Regions from separate parts of the Sorghum bicolor genome. Here region 1 is linked to region 2. Evidence: chromatin contacts called from public HiCAR-type data. All regions are on one chromosome and are shown on one strand. Each heading gives the region's core, a stretch centred on a gene start, on an enhancer-like site or on the middle of the called end of the contact. The rest is flanking DNA. Distances are from core to core; before and after follow the strand shown.

Region 1 (4,435 bases), core at 847-3,346, 46 kb before region 2:
AATGTAGTGTCTTCAATAATTAATAAACATAAAACACTTTTTAGTATTGGAACTGTCCTTAGTACCGGTGTGAACTGGCGGACCTAGGCCTCTGTGATCCCACGCTACTCAAGTTCACTAGACCTTGTGTTTTTTAGTTACAAGCATTTCAACCTTTGCATTCACAAGTAAATGCTTATGACCAAATGATACAAGAAGAGTACTTAGACTAAAGTTCTGCTAGACGTACACTAAAGAAACCCAAGAGAGATCATAACTCCTAGCTAGAGAGAGCGACAATACAAAAACCATAGGACTCTACAATCCTATTCTTCTCTGATTCTTCCACACACGAGCTCCAAAAAATTGTAGCACTACACCTTCTAGACGTCTGCAGCCTTCTTTCAAAGACCCTCTCGGGGCCATTGCTTGATCCAAAATGCCGCCTTAGAAATTATCTGATGTTAATAATTAGCAAATGACCTTTATTTGAAACACGACATCATTTCTATTCAACCATAAGACCCAACATATTGCCACTATCCCCCACAATTATTTGATTTCTTAGCCCTCGAGCAAAACTCCTTATCCAAGATCCAAACATGTGAATTGTGCTTTTTGGTGGTTGAATGTTAAAGGTGATGAACAACGTATTCCATACAAACCTAGCCACTGCACATGACAATTGAAAAAAAAAGATGTTGAAAAGTTTCTTTAAGCCACAAAAATTACACTTAAAATCTCGTTTCCACCCACTCTTCATTGAATTGTCTTTTCACTCTTCTCTTTAAGTAGCACAAGAATTTCGATTTTCAGTGGCAATTTCGCTTTCCAGAACACTTGTTTTCCTGAAATTCTCTCCTTCATTATTTCTCTATACACAACGATTGTGTTGAGAAAACTCAGTTTTCTTTAGTAGCCAATTGGAGTTATCCTTATCGTTGTTTAGAGTGACCGGTAGCACTAAAGCAACTAGTCGGAGCCACTCATTCAGCCTCTCTCTCCCACTAGATCTTGTGTAGCATTCGTATAAAAGAGATTAGAACCGCTTTGCTCCTTAGCCCACTAAACCGCACAAGCTTCTAAAAACTTGTGGGGTCCACTACTGACAATAGAGGAACCTAATTTTTTCCTAGATGAATCGTGCATGGTGCGCTGAGTTTTCCTAGCTTGCTAGGAAGCATGCTAGTTGATTTTGTTATTATGAGAATGTTTAATTTTGTACAAAGCATACTTAAACAAGTTGGTCTAAATATTTCTCACCGTCTAGAATTTTGTACGTATATTAAACTTATCGAGAAATTTTACAGCCCTTGAAAATAATGGAAGACCTCCGTTTTGGTAGATCCGATGATTTTAAAATAAGAGGAAGTAAATAGTAGGAACTTAAGTTATAGACCGAAACTAAAAATTATATTCTTCTGCACTAAAATTACTAAACTATCCTAAATTATATTTAATTAATTACTTTTATATCAGATGGTTTATAAAGAAATTCACGGGAGGAACTACTGGTTCCTCCCAAGCAGCATACAAGATGAGACAGAAACTTACGCCGGGAACAAAGTCTTGCAACTATCCTGTAAACTACTGGTTCCTCCAAAGCAGCATATAAGATGAGCCAGGAACTTGGGCTTACGCCGGGAACAAAGGCCTGCAACTATTGCTAGCCGCAAGCATGTAGGACAATGTTTTTGATCAACAGGGTGCGTGTAGTGCAGTTGCTGCCATTCCTAGTATATAGTCTGTAATATTAGCCGGGTGGTGAGGGGTTCACACCGAGCAAAAAGGGTGGCTGCGGGCACAGCTTGCGTCAATGTAAGCCATTTTAACGTAATGATGCTGTACTTTAGTTTCGCTCTTATTAATAAAAGCCGGTAACGAATTTTATAAAAAAACTTATTTATTTGCACCGGTGCAAGCTAAGGCCTTGTTTAGTTCTAAAAAATTTTTACAAAATACTTTTATTTATATTTAACAAATATTATCCAAACATGTACTAACTAGGCTCAAAATATTCGTCTCGTCAATTCCGACCAAACTGTGCAATTAGTTTTTATTTTTGTTTATATTTAATACTTCATATATGCGTCTAAAGATTTGATGTGACGGAGAATCTTAAAAAGTTTTTGAATTTTGGGTGGAAGTAAACAAGGCCTAAAAGGCTGGCCACATGCATGCCAAGCCAAAAAAAAACACAAACATCCCGGCAGACTGCATGAGTAGTACTGTACAAAGCTAGCTGTTGACTGTACCAAACAGCGTATCAATAGCACCAGGCAGGGCACACAGGTGACGGGTGATAACGACTGCGAGTCTGCGACGACTGCGACTACGACGACGACGACTTCTTCCAGCTCGCGTGTTCTTCCTGCTGGTCATCACCGCCGGCGGGGAAGGAGCTCAACGTGCCACCGGAGGCGTTTTGCCGCCGGCCGGCACACGGCACGTACGGTGCATGATGTACTCCCGCGCGCGCCTTGTCGTGAACTAAGTGTGAATTTGTTGTCACTCTAAAAGGAGAAAAATGTGTGACATTATATTGCCAATGACACACGACCGAGACCTAGCTTGCTGCTCCCTTCGCTGGTCAATACTATGTGCAGTTGCAGTTGCAGGGCCTTCCTATATAGGCAACCTCCAGCTCAGGAGAGAATTCCTCAAAACTGAAGCTTAATTTTGTGAGCTACCACTACCAGTAATAAGCTTGGAGCTAGCAATGGATGCCAGTAGTAACCAGACGACGATGATCTTGTGCCCGCCATCCATCGACAGGTACATCAAGAACCTCACGTCGTCCTACACGGAGAAGAGCAACGAGGCGAGCATGGTGTCGGCCTCCGTCATCATGTTCGTGCTCGCCGGCCTCTTCTTCAACCTCAACCTCTTCAGCGGCATCTCCGACGTGAGCGCCACGCTGGACCCGAAAGTCCGCCTCTTCCTCTCCTCGGCGCTCTCCCTCCTGCTCCCCGTCATGTCCTACCTCTTCTCCGAGGCCAAGAACGCCGCCACCGCCACCGCCGCCGGCGCCACCAGCTTCTCGTCCTCGGCGGCCGAGCTGTCCATGGGAGCCGGGCTCATCCTCGCGTGGATGCTCCTGGTCGAGCTCCTCCGCAAAAAGGTGGACGAGATCCGCATGCGCGGCTTCTCCGGCTCCATCCAGCGCGCCGGCCGCGTCGTCTGGCTGGGAAGTCTCGTCTTCTTCAACATCAGGAGCACCGGCCGGAAGGCGCTGTTCGCCATCCTCTGGATCCTCTGTGCTACTAGGGTCGTGCAGAGGATCGCCTACACTGAGATCGGCAAGAACTCGTACGCCCATGGCAAGAACGCCCGCCTCATCAACTCGTACATGGCCAAGAAGCTGCAAGAAGAAGCTGGTGATGAGGAGAATCAGGCTGCCGCCCATGGTGCTCGCCATGACGACGACGACGACGTCGAGCAAGCTCCCGGTCCCGGCCAGGTCAAAAATGGACGCGATCTACTGAAGAGCTGCAGCTACATTGTGATGGGAGAAGAGAAGCTAGTGCGGCAGCCAACCGCAGATGGCTACGAGCTCGACCTGACCTCCCTTGGCAATGGCGACAGTAGTGGCGGCGTCATCACTGTCGGTAAAGTCTGGGAGCTCAACGAGAACGACGACATCTTCGCCTCCCAAGTCGAGGTTCAACGACTGAAGAGGCTCTGCCTCTCGTTCGCTCTCTTCAAGCTGCTGCGCCGGAAGTTCGAGCGGCTGCCGGCGGTGACCGACAAAGAAGCAGAGGACTGCCGGAGCCTCATCTTTAGAGGCCTGCTGCACAGCCATAGCAGCAACGCCCACGCCGGTGGTAGCAGCGCCGCGGCGGCCGCGGCAGAGGAGGTGTTCCAGGTGATGAACGACGAGGTTGTCTTCCTCAGCGAGTACTACCACTCCGTCGTGCCCGTCGTGCTCGCGAGCCCATTCTTCCTCTTCGTGAACTACTTCCTCGTCCTCGCCGTGGTGGCCGCGCTGTGCGTCATGACGGTCATCCTCTGCGGCAACGGGGACGCCGTGTACGCGTTCACGAGCATCGGCGACGACAACTACACCTTCCGCTCCGGCATCGGCAGGATCGCCATCTGCCTCATCCTCAAGGCCAGCAAGAACTCGCCGGAGGCCTTCTTCTCCATCGTGGACCTCTCCATCACGCTGCTCCTGTTCGTCATCTACTTCTACGAGGAGATCTGGGAGTTCTTCGTCTTCCTCCTCTCCAACTGGTTCATGGTGTCACTGGTCTGCAGCTACATGGCGAAACCCCACTGGCGTGACAGCCCATGGATCCGGTACGCCTTCCACCGGATCATCTGGCTGAGGAGCAAGCTCAACCATGGCAGCCTAAGCTTCCGGCAGTTCTCCGTGCTCCACCATCGCTGGCCACTCGGACTGCCGTTCTTCTCCACACTCTCCTTGGTGCTCAGAACAGAGCTGGTGCCCAACAAC
Region 2 (5,039 bases), core at 1,382-3,881:
TTTTTTGGTTTGGTTTTACTTTTGTGCTGTATTGGTTTGGACTGAAACAGGCTGAAAAAGCTGTTGGGCCAGTTTGGTTTGGGCCATATTAAAATGGGCTGAACTGGTTTGGCTGTAAATAATAGAGTTTACAATGATTTTTTATTCTATCTATTTATTTTTTGCTTTTGTTTATGGTTAAATATAAACAATAGCATGAGGTGCCGGTGAAATGGTGGGTTGGAAATATATTTTAATGGGTCTAGCGTATAAATGGTTTGGTTTGGTGTGGATGATTGAAGTCATGGTCTAATTTGGTTTGGATTTGATTTTCACATATATATGTTTTGGATTGGTGTGGGTTTGGTTTGGATTTCAACCCACTGTCAGGTTTACTCTCTCCTAAACGAGCTCTGGACTTGTCAAAAAAAAACGAGCTCGATCTGTCTATGCTTCCAATACAGAGGGACCGGTCGATGCCAGCCGGAACACAACCGATATGCAGCCTGAGTACTAGCCAAGCAACCCCGGCCCCGCTTTGCATTCGTCCATCCGTGCATGCTGCAGCAAGCTATAGTAGAGTACAACTCTGGCCTGGCTCTCTCTCTCTCTCTCTCTAATCTCTATAGCTACTAGCTAGCTAGCCATATCACATCTCCTGGCGTACACGCGTGTGCATGCAATGACGACTCCTCTGGAGGTGGTTCCCTGGATGAGCAGGTGGAGCACGAAGCAATACATCCTGGCGGCTCTGCTGGGGATGCTGGCCATGGTCGCCGTGGTGGCCGCCATCTCCATCAGCCTCGCTCCGGCGCACGTCGCCTTGTTCGTCCGAGACGCCAACATAACCCACGCAAACAAGACAAGCCAGGACGGGAAGCAGGTCCTCCGCTTCTGGTACTACAACCTCACCCTGGTGGCCAACAACACCAGCCACCGCACGGCGGTGTCCTACGGCTCCCTCGCCGTCGAAATCTGGCGGAGCGAGACGGAGTGGGTCCCCACCGAGGAGGTCAACACCTCCGCCGTCCTCCCCGGCTGGCTGCCGCCGGGGAACACCAGCCTCGTCAAGTTCGGGGTCGAAGGGGGCCAGTCCAACCAGGAGACGGCGCCGGTCAAGGCACAACCGCCGTCGTCATCGACGCCGGCGCAAGGAGCCAGCGGCAATGCGGCCGTGGGCAACGACAGCAACGCCGCCGCCGCCGGCGGCGTCCCTAAGTGGCCTGACTGCCGGGTTGTGGTGGAGGCCAAGGTGTGGTTCAGGTTCGCCGGGGTGCCTACCTTGCCCTACACGGTCAGGGTGTCCTGCTTTCCGGTGAATTTCTTGGATGGCACCACCGGCCCAGTCAATTGCACCGGCTGATTATTCATGCATTTTTATATACCACATCTATATGTACACCTGTCTTTTGTTTACCGTATATATCCACGTGTGTGTGTGGATACGGAGGCCGGATTTCTACCCACTATTTATCAAAAAATATATGTACATCCGTACGCCGTTCTGTGATGTACAGCATCGCCGTCTCGTCTTTGCCAACTTCCTTCATTTTTCTTGAGAGTTATATATATATGTGTACGTTTTACTTATTATAATTTTGGGTCTACCTTTGGTAGATCTGAGCGTTTGTGATAAGATTCACGATGATTTGAATGCAAACTTGTTTGTTTGAGCTTATTTTCTGAATTTGTTAGTCATTCAGCAATGTTTTTCTCTCGCAACAAGTCAGCGAATATTGTTTTCAGCTATAACTTTTTAACAAGCGAACAAGCATGTAGTTCTTGATTGGATTCGTCCGTTAACCACTACATGTACTGATGTACTATCTCTTTCTTTCTTCTTCTATGTAAGAGGGTGTTAGGAAGCACTAGGCCATAGGTACTTTTGCCCAAATTCTCATCCGCATATATGTTGAGTAATCAATGGACAATGTTGTGATCTATTTTATAATACAACGCAGACAGTTACAACACACGTTCACTTACCTCTATATGAATGCATACATACAAACACTATCCCTATTCCCTATAAACATAATCGACAGATCCTCAAAATTAATGAAGTCACGTCTCAGTTGTCTAACTGTTGACAGAAACGTCACATATACCACTAAAAACACACACCATTAAATTTTGCAATATTCATTCACTCTTGTGGAAAAGCTTGTACTGAGGCTGATTTATTTTATAGAACATTTATTGAATATGTCCCTTGTGACAGAAGGGATTAATTAAAGATAAAAAAACAGAGCCAGGGCCGGCCCGGCGGCCCCGCAATATTAACGTGCTGACAAATCAAAAGGAAATGCTGTCATTGGGGAGCATTGGATCTCTTTGTTAAAAGGAAAAGGTTAAAAGCCAAAGTCGAAAAAAAATGATTAAAAAGAGCAGAGATGCACGTTTTCCGATAGAATAGAGGTGATCATCAAATCAGTCATGATGAGATTTCTTTTTGATCGTAATCATGACGAGAATTAGATACTTACACAGAACACATGGGTCGTTACTCGTTAGATTTGCACTCACGCCATGCATCTCGTGTTCATCACGATATACAATTTCTACAAGATCATTATATATATATATAGGGAAATTAGTTTACTACGGGACACTCAAGGAAATTGGTCGTCGGCGCACACCGCTAGACCTAGAATTTGTCCAATATTTATTATAAATTTGTAGTTCTTTATCACAGTGAATACCACAATGACTATTTTATTCATTTCTTAGTTTTGAGCGCGGTGTCCACTAGCAAACGACCACGAATTTCTTGGTTTAGCGGTATATGCCATCTAATTACACGTTTCCCATTGTCCCACGTCTTATATATAGTGCATATATATACAAGCACGCAATGCTACTATGCTAGTTATGTTCACTAGCTCTTCTTGCATTGCATATCCTAGTGTCCTTAGCAATATTAACAGCTAAATTAAGCAAGATGAGTCACTTCAATGAGAGCAGCGGATACTGCAATGCAACGCTGAAGTCGTTCGTGTACAACCTGACGTCCTCGTACGCCGACCAGAGGAACGAAGCGACCATGGTGGCCACGTCGGTGGTCATGTTCGCCCTCGCGACGCTCTTCTTCAACCTCAACCTCTTCAGCCGCCTCTCCGACATCAGCGCCATCCTCAACCCCAGCGTGCGGCTCTTCCTCTCCACCTCGCTCTCCCTCTTCCTCCCCGTCATGTCCTACCTCTTCTCCGAGGCCAAGAACCAGGGCGCCACCACCGCCACCGGCGCCGCCGGGACCGAGCTCTCGCTGCGCGCTCGGGTCATCCTCATGTGGATGCTCCTGGTGGAGCTCCTCCGCAAGAAGGTGGAGGCGATCCTTGTCGGCGGCACGCAGGGGTACTCCGGCACCATCGAGCGCGCCGCCCGCATCGCCTGGCTCGGCTACCTCGTCTTCTACAACCTCAGGAGCGCCGGCAAGAAGGCGCTGTACGGCATCTTCTGGGTGCTCGCGGCGGCCAAGCTGGTGCAGAGGTTCGTCACCTTGGAGCTCGCCAAGCGCTCCTTCGCCTACGGCAAGAACCCCACGCTTGTCGCCTCCTACATGGCTCAGATACTCAAGGAGGAGGAGGAAGAGGACGACGGCGGCGGTGGATCATCGGACCTCCTGAAGCGGTGCAACTATGTCGTGGCGGGCGAAGAGGACTTGGAGAAGAAGGCCGGCCCCGACGGCTACGACCTCGAGCATGACGCGCTCAAGGAGGCCGTCGCAAGAGACGACTCCACGGTCGTCACGGTGGGCAAGATCTGGAAGCTCGCCGAGAGCGACGAGCTGCTCGGGAAGGACCCCAGGCTGAAGAGGCTGTGCCTGTCCATGGCGCTCTTCAAGCTGCTTCGCCGGAGGCTGGAGGACTTCCCCATCACCGGCGCGGAGACCCGCAACTGCTACAAGCTCATCTTCAGAGGCCTTATCTGCGAGGACGAAGCCCCGGCCGGCAGCGGCGGCGGGGACACCGCCAGCGCCACTGCCGCCGGCGCCATTGCGCTGTTCCAGGTGTTCGACAGCGAGGTCCAGTTCCTGTGCGAGTACTACCACTCCGTGCACCCCGTGGTGCTTGCCAGCCCCTTCTTCTTCCTCGCCAACTACATCCTCTTCCCCATCGTCGTGTGGGCCTTCTGCCTCCTCACCATCATCCTGTGCAGCCACGGCGACGTGCGCTACGCTTTCCAGAGCTTGAGAGCCGACAACTACGCCATCTCGTTCGGCCTGATGAAGATGACCGGATGCATCCTGGCCAAAATCGGGAGTTCGCCGCAGAACCTCTTCTCCACCGTGGACACGTCCATCACCATCCTCCTCCTCCTCTCCTTCGCCTACGAGGAGGTCTGGGAGTTCGTCGTCTTCCTGCTCTCCAACTGGTTCATGGCGTCGCTCCTGTGCAGCTACGCCTCCACGCCGCGGTGGCGCGAGAGCCCGCTCCTGAGCGGGATCATCCGCCGCATCCTCTGGGTGCGCAACATGCTCAGCCAGCACACCGTCTCCTTCAAGCAGGTGTCGATGCTGTGGTTCCCGTTCTGCCGGCTCTCGTCGGCGCTGCCGACCAAGGCCGTGCCCGTCGAAGCCAAGAAAGCCATCGTGACCCGCCTGGCGAGCGCCGCCGCCGGCTCCGCCCCTCTGAGCAACGGCAGGTCCGTGGTGCGGTCGGATACGGAGCTCTCGTGGGCATGCGGGAGCAGCGCCGGCGGCATCGCCGAGGTCATCCTCACCTGGCACATCGCCACCGCGCTCTTGGAGGCGAAGCACCCGCTGCCGAGGAAGACCAAGCCCGGAGCTGACCGCGAGGTGGCCATGGCGCTGTCCAGGTACTGCGCCTACCTGGTGGCGTTCCACCCGGAGCTCCTCCCCGACGACAAGGACGGGACGGAGCGCGTGTACAAGGAGACGCAGGAGGAGCTGAAGAAGGAGATGGGGTGCTTCTGGTACTACTGCTCCGGGGTCGACGCCAGGGCCACCAAGCTGATGGAGATCCAGGGGCGGGACAAGGCGGCAGCGGCGGCGACGGCGGCGGCGCTGCGCAAGGGAGCAAAGCTGGGCAAGGCTCTGA

The links. HiCAR-type assays count read pairs that join an accessible place to other places.
Region 1: a contact with region 2 is called in a HiCAR-type map of leaf, with 5 times the contacts expected there. The contact joins the promoter of LOC8066990 here to the promoter of LOC8066922 in region 2. A contact is called at or near these places in 1 of 4 Hi-C or Micro-C datasets (leaf mesophyll) and 1 of 1 datasets of contacts at active chromatin or transcription factors (leaf).

The regions. Positions count from the first base shown.
Region 1 is chr10:1,217,243-1,221,677 of Sorghum_bicolor_NCBIv3, reverse strand. LOC8066990 reads left to right here and starts at 2,096. Exons shown (of 1, transcript XM_021449144.1): 1 at 2,096-4,435. The coding sequence starts at 2,699.
Region 2 is chr10:1,171,620-1,176,658 of Sorghum_bicolor_NCBIv3, reverse strand. It overlaps LOC8066922, which reads left to right and starts at 2,631. Exons shown (of 2, transcript XM_021449588.1): 1 at 2,631-5,039. The coding sequence starts at 2,921.